2 separate regions of the Mus musculus genome follow, and region 1 is linked to region 2. The links are chromatin contacts, called in public Hi-C maps. All regions are on one chromosome and are shown on one strand. The core of a region is the stretch at or near the end of the contact, and the rest is flanking DNA. Distances in the headings are between cores, read along the strand shown.

Evidence for each region. Hi-C and Micro-C count contacts between places; a contact is called where the count stands out from the background.
Region 1: a contact with region 2 is called in a Hi-C map of Sertoli cells, with 2.2 times the contacts expected there. The contact joins the promoter of Hdgfl3 here to the enhancer-like site in region 2. A contact is called at or near these places in 7 of 39 promoter capture datasets (the 3T3-L1 cell line, 3T3-L1-derived adipocytes, the SN4741 cell line and 3 more), 1 of 15 datasets of contacts at CTCF or cohesin (CD8 T cells), 28 of 484 Hi-C or Micro-C datasets (B cells, CD8 T cells, the STO cell line and 19 more), 10 of 115 datasets of contacts at active chromatin or transcription factors (CD8 T cells, the SCID.adh cell line, bone marrow-derived dendritic cells and 5 more) and 2 of 9 other capture datasets (adipose tissue and pancreatic islet).

What each region holds. Positions count from the first base shown.
Region 1 is chr7:81,931,177-81,937,409 of GRCm38.p6, reverse strand. Hdgfl3 (HDGF like 3) reads left to right here and starts at 2,951. Exons shown (of 6, transcript NM_013886.4): 1 at 2,951-3,471. The coding sequence starts at 3,388.
Region 2 is chr7:81,876,834-81,883,049 of GRCm38.p6, reverse strand. All of the region lies in intron 9 of Tm6sf1 (transmembrane 6 superfamily member 1), which reads right to left. Hdgfl3 (HDGF like 3) reads left to right here. Exons shown (of 6, transcript NM_013886.4): 6 at 1-1,794. Among named protein-coding and RNA genes, the nearest start is that of Tm6sf1, 21 kb to the right of the region's middle. Within about 2 kb of position 2,034, at least 27 of the 459 cell types and tissues checked have an H3K27ac peak or open chromatin away from gene starts, as enhancers often do. A contact at or near this core is called in B cells, CD8 T cells, the SCID.adh cell line and 3 more, where this site is marked.

The DNA of each region.
Region 1 (6,233 bases), core at 1,702-4,201, 53 kb before region 2:
CAGGGGATTTAAGAATACTAAATTTAAAAGTAATCAAAGAATATAGATAGTATTACATTTTTAAATGGATTTCCCTCCAAGTTTTAGAAATAAAATTAATATTTTTTGTTTTTGTTTTTTTAGATATGGTCTCATATAACCCAGATTGGATGCACACTCATTTTGTACCTGAGCTGGCTTTAAAGTTTTGACTCTCCTGCCTCTGCCTCTCAAGTGCTAATGTAACAAACAGACCAACTTCTGGGACCACACAGAATAAATAAATACATCAGGTTTTTTTGTATGGTCCTAATGATACCTCTAAAGGGTTTCATATTATCTGCTAGATAGTTGAATAGAGCATTGTTCTGGAGTTTCCACAGCATCAGTCCTTTGGAGAAACCAGTCAGAGCTTCAGCAGGACAGTGGTCTGCATCCAACCTGGCTGCAGACAGACAGACAGGCTCTTAGCCAGGCGTGCGGTGGCCCTGATGATCATCCAAATCAACACAGATGGGGATTCCCTGTTTCTGTGTTACTAAGTCTGGCTGGGTTAGGGCACAAGAGTTGGGCCAATACTATGCGCTGAGCAGTAAGGCCAAGCTCAATTGGAAACAAGAGACGAAGGTTGGGAGAAATGTCCACCTTCTCAGAATAACCCAAGTCCTGTCAATGGTCCCCTTTAGCCTCCCTCTGACAGTCTGGCTAGCTCTTTCCCCTTTCTACAAATAACGAAGCCACACTAAACCTTAGCCCTCTCCCTGCCTCCTCGAGGACTTCTCTCCGCTGGTGAGAATGAGAGCCGTCTGCACTTCCTGCTTCCACAGTTGTGCCTCTGACGCACCTCAAGTCTCCGCTCTGGTTTCTTTCCACAACTCTTCATTCCCAACAAGCTCACCAGGGACTTCCCAGTCAGCATAATGAATGGGCCGTCTCCTTAACAGCTCACTCATTCTCTGTGCCATCTACTGAGACCTTTCCTTTCATCTAGAGATGCTCTAACTCTCTGGCTCCCAGGACGGTTCTCCTCTATGTTGAACTACACTGGTGACCTGTCTCCAAGTGTCTTCTGGTGACCTGTCTGTCGCTTCTCTCATTCTACAGACCTCGGGCTCTGCCAGAGCTTCAATAGCCACTCGTATACTGACATCATTCAAATTTCTACATTAACCAACAGCCCACTAAATATGACCTACAGAAATCTCAACACATCAAAAACTCACTCAGGGCCAGGCCCTATCTTGCAAACCTGCCTGTTCTTCACAGACTGCCTGGCCTTTCCAGATGCTAAAGATCCCGTTACTTAATCTGGAAACAAAGGAACCATATTTTAGTCACCATTCTTCCTACTACTTGCCACTTGTGAGTTAGCAAGATGGCTGAGACCACGTCTTCTCTCTCTTAGTGAAAACCCCGCTCCAGCCCCGCACCCTCAGATCAACCTCTCTTCTGGCCACCTGAGTACTCTTTAACACAATTATGATCACTTCCAGCTTAACTTCCTTGCATGGCTTCCACACTGATTCTCTCCCCTACTCATGACCGCCCAGAGCCCACAGGCAGCCTCGGCCATTCCAGCTTTGGACAGTTAGGGCTCTGGTGGCCTGTCAAGAGATGCGGCTTTGACATGGCACCTAGGATGTGTGTGATATGACTTGTAGACGTGACAAGCTCGTTCTCGGGCTATCACAGCCGGGGGAAAAAACCTAGACTAATTTTGCAGCGCAAGAGAGGACAAGGTGAGCCTATAGGGAAGGTGAGGGGTGGGTGCTGGAGAATTAAGAGATGCAAAAAAAGAAACAGCCAAGTACTGTGAACAAAGTAAACGCTCCTCGGAATGTCTCCAGACTCTACAGCCGGCCACTGGAAACCCATCACGGAGAGGCTGCGGTAAGCACAGCTCTCAAGCACAAGTGAGTGGGGCAGATGCTTGGAAAACCCACTTTCTACAGAGGGGAGAAATGGCAAAGAGGGCAATTCACAAAGGAGAGCTGTCTTCCCAACTAGGTGCAGCACCAGAGGACCTTTTAAAGAAGGCAAGATCACAGGGATCTTCCACAGGGCGCATTCATCCATTCATCGAGCAGATGCAGAAAAGAGTGAATTATTTTATTTACCTCTCACAAAGGAGAATGCTATAAAGATTCTCACTCCCAAAATGTCTTTTTGAAAGCAGTCAGCTGAAATCCAAATAAAACAATGGTGAATGCACACGTTTGTCGTAGACTTACTAACCTGTATAAAGAAATCTCTAGAAGCTGCTCTCCAGTATGTTACCAGAATTGAAAACAACTGATTTGACTTGTCAGGGTAAGTCCTTTGCCCCAAAATTATTGGCCCATGAAGGCCCCACACAGAGAAGCATAACTTAGGCTATGGGCACTGAACCATATAGATCCATGTTCAAAGCCCGACTGTGCCATCCTGTCGGTGAGGACTGGCCTTGACTCCAGTGAAGTCGCTTGCCCTAGGTGGGTCACACTGCATCATTAAGGCAGACCTGGGGCAAGAACCTTGCCCTTGTTCTTTCCAGGTACCTACTGACCAGGCAGCGAGTCCCCTGCGCAGCTATCCCCCATGCCTGGGAAGCCTTTGTCCCCCCTCTCCCCCAACTCACCAGAGAGCACCCGAGGAAGTGGCCCACGGGTAGGGGGCAGTCAGAAAGGGGGTGCAGTCCGCAGGGGGTGGGCGCGAGCAGGAGGGGAAAGAGGGGCGGCCGGGTGGTGATTGGCTGGGCTTCACCAGGCAGCTCCCGGCCAAGAACAAAAGAGAGCAGGCGGCGGGCGTCTTTGGAGTAGGCGCTCCCACCCGCGGGGCACCGGCTTCGCTGCTGCGGGAGGACGCGCCCACCAGCAGCCCGCGGAGCAAGCCAGGCGGCGCGCGCGGTTTCTCCGAGAAAGCCGGCCGTGCACCTAGGAATTAACCGGCCGGCGCGCGAGGGGAGGGAAGCGGGGCGGGCGAGGGGTGGAGGGGGGGAATGCTGAGCGCGCGCGAGAACAATAATAAGATCGTGTTTGCGGTCGCTGCCCGAGGAGGAATTCGGAGGAGGCGCGAGGCCCGGAGCTCGCACGGAACCCAGAAGCTCGGCGGGGAGGCGGCGGCTGCATGAGGCTGGCGACGCGGCTCCTGTGAGCAGCGCGCGGCGGTAGCGGCGGCGTCGGGACTCGGCGCGGCCGGACGCGGGCTCCCATCCCCCGCAGCCGGGCGGGGATCTGCGGGGCCTGCGGTGCCCCCCGCCCACCGCTCGCCTCGGCCACTGCCTCGCCGCTCTCCCTCGTCGGAGCGGCCGCTCGAGCGTTCGGCTCGAGGCCCCGCGGGGAGCGCGGCGCGGTTCCGTCGTCCCGCGGAGGGGCGGCCTCCCAGCATCTTCGCGGCGGCCAAGGACCGGCGAGCAGGAGAACGACCGGGATGGCGCGTCCGCGGCCCCGCGAGTACAAAGCGGGAGACCTGGTCTTCGCCAAGATGAAGGGCTACCCGCACTGGCCCGCCCGGGTGAGTACGGCGGCCGCGCGCGCGGGCCCGCCCGCCCACCATTTTCCCTTCATGATGGCGCGCCCGCCCCCTTTCCCCATCACCTCGGCTCGAGCCCGCCTCGCGCCTGGCCGCCGCCTGGGCTGAACCGCGAGCTGTGCTGCGCACCGGGCTCCGGGCCGAGGCGAAGGTTCCGGGCTGCGCCCTCGCCGGCTCGGCGGCCATCCTGACGCCCACGTTCGAAGGCGGGTTCGACCGGACAGGCCCGACGTCGCCTTCCTCATGGAAGCCGGCGGGGACCGGGAAGCGGGTCCGGGGTGGAGGCGCCGGCTGGCTCCCAGCATGGTCCTGAGTAGACGCCCTGATCCGGGCGAACGTCGAGGCAGGTAGGAGAGCGAAAGGCTGTCCCCCAGCCGGCGAGAGCCGGTGACGGTCAGTCCTGGGAAAGGGGATGGTCGTGCAGAGGCCAGCGGCAGTCTCATGGTAGCAATCTTCGATCTCAGAGCATCCTTCATCTTCCAGACTTGTTGAGTGTTTCCTGGGCGCGATCCCCTGTGCCTCACCTGCCCTCTCATTGTCCATTGCCTCCCTGGTGCCCTGGTTCTTAGAAACTGACACCAAATAGCCTGTCACTGGCTGGTGAATTCAAGGAGCTTCCTTGTGCCTTTTCACCTCCATATTTGTTTTAGGTCGGTTCCCGAACCTTATTCTTGGCCTCGAACCAAACCCACGACAGCTCTCTTCTTCCTAAACAGCAAGACTGTCGCTAGGTTTTCTCTAGAAAGCATCTGCATTTAATACACAGCATTCAGTATTTTTATTCCGATCCTTACTGAGGAAGAAGCACTACCGCGTCTGTGCGCACCTTATGTTGAAAAAAAAAAACAATCACTTTCACCTTCAATTTGTTTAAATTTAATAGCTGGCGGTTGACTGACTGAAAAGAATACAGTTAAAAGATAGTTAAAGCAGTTTGGAGACAATGCTGGGTATTCTTGAGGAACAAAAATAGTCAAGGGAGAAGCTGACAGAAATTGGGAGCTTGGGAGCGTGAACTCGTGTTGTGTGGTGATAAAGTGAAGGTAACAAGACCAAGGGGAAAGTACACCCATTCACACAAGGAAGTGACATCAAGAGGGGCAGGCTGAAGATCAGTGTAGTTGAGGTAATGGATAGACATAATCATTTTGAACTCGTTTGTTTTGGCATGATTTTAAAATGGAAAGGACACTGGGCCAGGAACTTAGGGGATCTGGAGAGTGGGTCAGGCACTGTTAGGAACTAATCATTTTAACTGCCTGCACTTCCATTTCTGTAACTTTAGAATAACCATCTCCAGGATTCCTTCCAACACTAACAACCTCAGGCATCAAGAGGAAAAAAACAGTCTTACTCAGATTCCACTCGGATGTGATAAATTCTTCATGTATAAACTCTAAGACCTGGAATAAGGCAGAGTTTCAACGTCGAAGTACTGGTTGTCATTGTTTTGTTATTTGTTTGCTTTAATCTTACAAAATAGTGAATAATACTCGAAGGGCAAGGTTGACGATTTTAGGGGTCTTCTAGGGAGTCCCTGTGTGTATTGTCAAGCCAATAAACAACTCTGTGAGGTTGTATGTATATACTCACAGTCTGTGCCATAGTCTGGCCATGGAAAAGTATCTTCCGAGGATCAAAAAGAAAATACTTACAGCCTCATTAACACGTTGCTGTCACAGGTTGACCACCTGTGGTAATTAGTGAAACAAAACTACTACGAAAGTATTTCTAGTTGTACAAAAAAAAAAAAATTCCTAGAAGGTATAATTCCAAACCAATATAAAATGAGAAAGCAAAACCATTAGATTTTCAGATTTAAAAGGACGCATGGAAGAACATGTGTTCACATTTACCTTCTTTTTTTTTTTTTCTTCCTTTTTTTTCTCCCCATCCACCCCTGGGAGCTGAGGACCAAACCCAGGGTCTTGCGCTTGCTAGGCAAGTGCTCTACCACTGAGCTAAATCCCAAAAAACCTCCCCCACCCACATTTGCCTTCTTAAGGAAAGTTCTAAGGCTCACAAAAAGCTATAGCAACATTTTGCATTTTCCAAGGAAAGGTAAAGGTTAGGAGAAAAAGAGTATTTTGAGGCCCTACTCTTGATTACATATGTTGATTACATATGTTCTCATTTTCACCTCAGTTTTATGCAGCATTATCTCTCCTTTTATACCTGCTTCTAACTTTGAAGGTTGATATTTAAAAATACTAACTGGAAAACGAATCTTGTTTGCATTTCCGATACGTTCACCTTATATAAAAGCTAGCAGTGTATGAGGCCCCAAAGAGTCAAGCCTCAGGTGGGAAGGTGTGCTCTGTTTCATACAGCAGGAAGGAGCTGCTGCAGGGCCAGAGCTGATGCATACAAGAATGGGAGAATAGCTTCCTTGCTTCTGAGGAAGATGGTTGGTTCAGGGAAGCACCTTGTGAGGAATGTGGGTCAAGAGGATGCATAGGGAAAGCTGGATTCCTCTCCTGGCAGGATCAGGCCTTGATGCTTAGTGCTCTGGCTCTACTTCTGTAATCTCTTCTGCATTTGAATTTAGTAATAATTCTCACTTTTGAGAGCTTATTAGTCTGCTTTACCTGTGCTTTCATTTCCTGCAGTCCAAAAACCCAGTGTGGTGCCATACAATATTTTGAGAGATAGGCAAAGACAACATTCAAATGACTTTTATTACAGTAAATTGCTTAAATTATTGTACTTTATTGTTTCCCTTTACATAATTTGTAAGTTGAACT
Region 2 (6,216 bases), core at 785-3,284:
TTAAGGTTGTTCTTGATATAAGTATTCAAATAATGTATCCTTCTTAAAGTGTGATTTTATTATTCCAGTTGTGTATTTTTAACCTATCCTGTGCCAAATAACAAACAATACTGGCTCAATTCAACAACAACAACAACAAAATCTCCCCCTCTTTCTAATTTGAATCTTAGGAACACTAACTATATAGACACTCAGCAAGGTCTCACAAATTGGGTTTGAATTACAAATGAAGTTGGGTTTTAACATTTAAGCTGTAATTAGTATGAGGAGCTACTTTAGAGAGAAGCACTAAGGGTCTCAGACCAACCACTGGATGCCAGAGCTCAGAGACCATCACATGTACTGCTTATTCATCCGTGTGTTTGGTTTTATGTAACTTAATAGCACTATGATTGTTTGTAAGGTAAGCTTGTTAATAGCTTGGCTGTGGATAGCAATATGATTATAAAATGGCAAATATATACACAGGCAGCCTTTCCAAATCAGACTGAAATCTACTTAGAATTGTGACTGGTCAGCATGTTTGAAGTTTCAGAACAGAACAGCAAGGGCTCCCTCTGTTTACATGGGATAGTTTATAAACTATTCAGAATGTGCCAGTTGAATTTTGCTTGGCTCATTTGTTTTTTGTACTTTTCATAAGCACAGAGAAAAACTATTAGAAAAGTAATACAGGCCATAGCAGAATTGAAAACCGACAGAGTATTTTTCTCAGAAAACTTGTTATTATAAAATGCAAACCCCAAGTCTGCACTTTTATGTTTGCCTGAAATTCAAGATACACAGAAATAAAGACTAAAGATTTAAATGTAGTTAAATGGCAGATTATCAGTATACTATGATCAAAGTGAGACGATAAAGGATCCTGCAATCTAAAGAGACAGAAGTAACAGTGAATCACTAGAGAGTGTGTTCTTAATGTATTGTTACCTTATATGTCCTTCCATATGATCAATTGAGAGTGCTAAGTGCTAACAGATAAAAGTGCTACTTGGCATTTGATGTGACCTTGGCAAAGAAAAGAGCATGTTTAGGAATTTGTATAAATGGCAGATATTTTAATGGGCTACAATTTATAAATTACTGATATATTCCGGATACTTTTACTACTCTGGAAATAAAAATTAAATTCCTGATGTGTGTTGACAAGGACCAACAAGTGGCTTACCCACACTGTGATTCTCCTCGGGCACTGAGAAGGTTCTGCCCGCAGACACACTCCCTAGGGCACAAAGCCAAAGGCCCAGCAAATGAGTGCATCTCAAGGCTACACAGACAGAGTCCTTGAGAATAAAGGGCACTTTGGAAGCTGCCCAGAAGAGACACTGCTGTGAACAGTCTGGGGACTCTGGCAGAAGCCTTGACTCCTGACACTTGTTCTCTGGGCCCTGCTTTAGCTGTTTTTTTGAACATACAACAATTTTCTTCTGGACTAGAGGCCAGTTTTGAACCCTGGTTTTGTCAGACTTGTGGGTTTAGTGATTCTATCCTTAGAGATTATTGTGCTCATCATAAAATGACAGAAAAATACTACCCACAATTCCCAAGAATAAGTAACATGAGCAGCTGGGTGTACCTATATAGGTAAACCTGTATGAAAGGTCAGTGATTGTGTGGGCCCTTCTCTGCACTGAACAGTGCAGTTAATACCTCATTCTCGTGAACAGGAAGGTCATGACAACATTCAAAAAAATGATGCGTCCTTAGATTAGATTGTACGCCCACTGGGCAGATACTGTGTCTAATGTTTTGTGTGGCACCTATCACGTTGTTAGAGTTCAATAAACATTCAACAACAATGCTCTTGTGACTGTCAGAATACAAAAAGAATCTTGAAAGCATTTTTCCTATACCAGTAGTAGTAGTAGTAGGACATTACACTCAGAATTATTAATAAGGGGTGAAGATCATAACATTCTTTACCAAAAGGTGTGTGCCCATGAGAAAAGAAAAGTGAGACCAGTTGTGTGCCGCTCCTGGCACTGCACGGGTGTGTTTGTGGCAGCTGAGTGGGCCCACACCTGCAGCTTCCTCTGATGTCAGCTGCTCAGGGTTCCTTTCCCACGCTTACTGGACCGCAGTACCCACCACACCTGCTTCCCTGCAGGGCCTAGAACTCTGCTGGGAACCCTGCTGGAGTTGAGGGAGGAAGGTACTGTGTGCTGCTAAATTCCACATCTCAATTATGATAACTATAAAACTCAGTGATGTGGCTGACACATCTAGTCATTTGCCTTTGACTCAATTCTAACTTCTCTACCTAGTAGAAATAAGAGATACTTGTTTTTGGCTTTTGGGTTGTTTGTTTTTGTTTTGGTCCAATTGGATGTTTAGAACATAGTAATGAAAGTAAGCAAAAGCTAAATTGTAATAGCTCCCTTTCCTGTGTTTATAGAGAAAATTAGGAAAGGATGACGACCCCCCCCCCCAGTCACAATCCTGGCTCCAAAATGAAGTGAGCCTTACATGTCCAGGTGGATGTTAAGAGGGCAAACTCTGTAGCCCACTGTTGGACTTCATTCACTGCAAGCAGATGCCCCACAGCGTGGGGTTGGCAGTTATGGCTCGATTGGGTCATAGCTCCACCACAAGCCAGGTGAAAGGTCTGCCCCAGCAGGGGAGGGCTAGGCTCACAAAGCTCAGTTAGATACCTGTCTGACCTTTTAACTCCTCTATCAAAGGAGAAGCATGTAAGAAAGTAAAACCCAACGTCAAAATGTCACCACTAAAGGTGCTTGGTAACGAAGCACCTGAGCAGATGGGAGATTGGTAACCTGCGGGCTTCCTAAAAGGTTTTCCTGAAGGAAAAAATGTTACAAAGCTTAACTCAAGGAAGATCAACTCTTTTCAGCTAGACTGTCCACAGATGTACCTGTGGATCCCAGCAGAGCGGGTGGGGTAGGGTGGGGGTGGACAGTGCATGGGAAGGGATGTCACCAGACTCAGCTGGCCCCAGTCAGCATGGGCTTACTGAATGCCCACCAGGAACCTACCCCTAAGCTTTTGTCTAGGGTTTTTTTAGGTCATTATATGAGGGATACACTTTGCTTAAATTGTAGAAAAATTAATCTCAGTGAGAAAGCATTTTTCTCTCAGTCCTTTCTGGGAATCTGTATTAATAGTAATTATAAATAGGAGTCGCATGGCTTTGACATGTCAGGCACTGTCGTTGGCTCTGGACTTAGAACCCTATTTAAGCCTCAGCAGCTTGACAGAAGAGAAAGTAACAGACGTCGCTTTAACTGGATTTACTGAATTACCTAGAAACGACGAGGAACTTGATCAGCTCCTGCTGTTCATTATATTAACTTAGATTCTAACAGTGTGCAGTCAGTCAGCCTTTGGGATCCAAGGAGGACTGGTTCCAGCACCTTGGGAAATCCCATATATGTCAAAATCTTTGGAGCCTCAAGTCCCTTATATAAAACATGTTTGTGTGTTCTGTACATCTTTGTGCACGTGTTACATTAAATGACTCACAGAGCCAAACAGTGTACATGCAGTATACGCAGTTGTACTGTCTTTTTGGAAATAAGAAAAGTCTAGAAAGTTTTGTTCAGTACTGATTACAGTCACAGGCCTCAACATACATCTCTTAAGTTGGTTGGTTCTGCACATCGCTAAGAGCTGACTGCGCCAGGCGAGAGGAAGCACTAGTAAGTGTCTCTCCTTAGTCTTACAACTTTAGTCCTATAGCAGCAAGCTGTGTATGAAGAGAGATAAAGTCCCCCAGTGGAACTTGGCCGGGTTTTTATTTTAAAGTGTTGACTAAGCTTATATTTTCTGAAGAGGACAGATTTGAGAGGTTCCTAACCCAGTCTGAAATCAAAGACCCAATAACCAATCACCCAGTGTGTCTTCCAGTGACCTAAATAAGCAAACATTAGGAATTTTTCTTACTCCACTGTAGTGCCTTAGGAGTTAACATGGTGGTTTGTGTTTCTGATTCCAGCACAGGAGGCTGAAGTGTCTGAATTAGGCAACAGTTTTAGAAGCTAGGGGATGCTGGTCAAGGTGACAGAGATCCTTTCTGCCACGAGAATACCCTCATAACAGGCGGGCATTTCCTAAGTGCGCTTCAGTATGTGCATTGCTTTGTTGTAGCATCATTTCTAACTTTTACAGAAGCTGAACACAATAAGTAGATATTAAAGCCCAAACTAGGAGGATGTTGAACATACAATCTCTGCACCATGCCACGTGGGTTGATCTGTTGGGAGAAAACGGACATTACAGGACCTGACCCTCGTGACCTGGATCTGTACTCAACAGCAAGAGAGACTTCAGTCTATCTTGTCAAACTGGACGATGATAGATAAGCCAAGGATCTGCTGAAAAGCTTTCAGTCTGGCTGAGCTACCTCTGCCAGGCCCGCAGCCCAGGCTACCCTACCTCTGCCAGGCCCGCAGCCCAGGCTGCCCTACCTCTGCCAGGCCCGCAGCCCAGGCTGCCCTTCCCAGGGCCACCTGTTTGGAGTCACAGCGACCCACTTGCAGACTAAGCCTCATCCACAGAACGGTTAGTCTTGCTGTAGGCTCTAAACCTATTTGCCTCTAGGTTAGGCCTTCCTAAACCTCCTGTCTTGGCCATGTGATTCTTCCACATAACTGGACATGCGTTTCGGTTCTTCTGTCTAGTTCTCGAGTTATCCCCTGAGACTGACCAGGCTGCATACCTGTCCTTTGCCACCTTAGCTGAGGACACTCAGAATCCTATCTTGGGGTGGTGGCAGTGTCATGTAGAGGATGTCCACCTGAATCAAAGCACAGTTAGCTGTTGGACTGGCTGGAGAGAGTGAGGTAAGTGTGCCTCCTTTGCCCTAGAGGGTACAAGTGAAAAGGGGAACCAAGCCAAGGAGACAAAAGCTACTGCTAAGTCTGCCCTGACCACCTGCTTCCATACCTAAATGCTATCCATCTATTGTTTCCTGAAGCAGTTCAACTTAGTGACGTCCCATTCAGCCCTCAAAAACTGGCTGCAGGCAGCACTGCCTCCCACCACTATGCTTGCCCTACAGTGGTTCTGCTCCCCGATGCCACACACAGGGCTGGCTTACTTTGTGCTGTTGGGCACTGCCTCAGCTGATTGCTTGCAGGGGCAGGAGGAGATGATGCTGTGGATATGAGGTTTAGAGCTGGACAGAAGAATTTAGCCCTACATGTCATTTGGTGATGCTGTGCCTCATCTTTGAAGGGGTAGTCATTTAAATAAGAACACAGATGTTCCGTCCATTAGTTACACCATTGCTTCAGAGAACTAAGATCACATTTGCCAGCCTTCCCTGCAGCTAAACTGCAAAATCTGGCCCATGAAAACTTTCCTGTGATCTTTGCATGAGCTGACTCCACTGGCCCCAGTAAAACACGTGTTTACTTCATTACTACCACAGAGCATGTAGCCTACCCTCACACAGGCAAGTAAAACAAAACAGGAGGTTAGACGCTCGGACTAGCATAGTGGCAACAGGCTCACACTGGAAACAACAGATTTGACCTGACCTAGAGATGGGCTTATACGTAGCGGGTGAGGGGAAGGGGAGTAGAAAGAATTATTCCAGGTTCTGGAGAGATGGCTCAGTGTTTAAAAGAACTGGCTTTTCTTAAGAGGACTGGAATTCAATTCCCAGCACCCACATGGTGACTCACTGCCATCTGGAACTCCAGGTCCAGGTGAGAAGGCTCCTGTTCTAGCCTCCACAGGTCCACAAATGGTGCATAGATACACATGCAGGCAAAACACCATATACATGAAATGAATTTAGAAGATTCCAGGTTTTGGCTTGAGTTGGCCAATGCAAGCTCAGGCTATTTACAAAGACAATGGACAACAGGAGAAATGGTGAGACCGAGAGTCCTATTTGAGTCTCTGCATTTGCCATGCTCCCTGGACAAGGTAAGAGATCGTGAGTTTAAGGCTAGTCTGGGCTACAAAGCAAGACTCTGCATCAAACAGGAAAATATGTTTTCTTGTATAGACTGATACTTGATCTGCAGCTGTGCTTAAAAACTCATGTGTACCTGCTTGCATTACAAAGACACCAGAAGTTTCTCAAAACGCATCAAAAAAAAATTCTGATGAGCTAGTAAGACATCCAAATGAGATTATTAATTTGGGAGTTAAATTTAGGAGTTAGCACTCAGGGCTGAAGAGACTGTCACCAGCTTACAGTTATAAGTTGTAAGGCCTTGAAGATGATGAAATTAAAGCCCAAGCCAA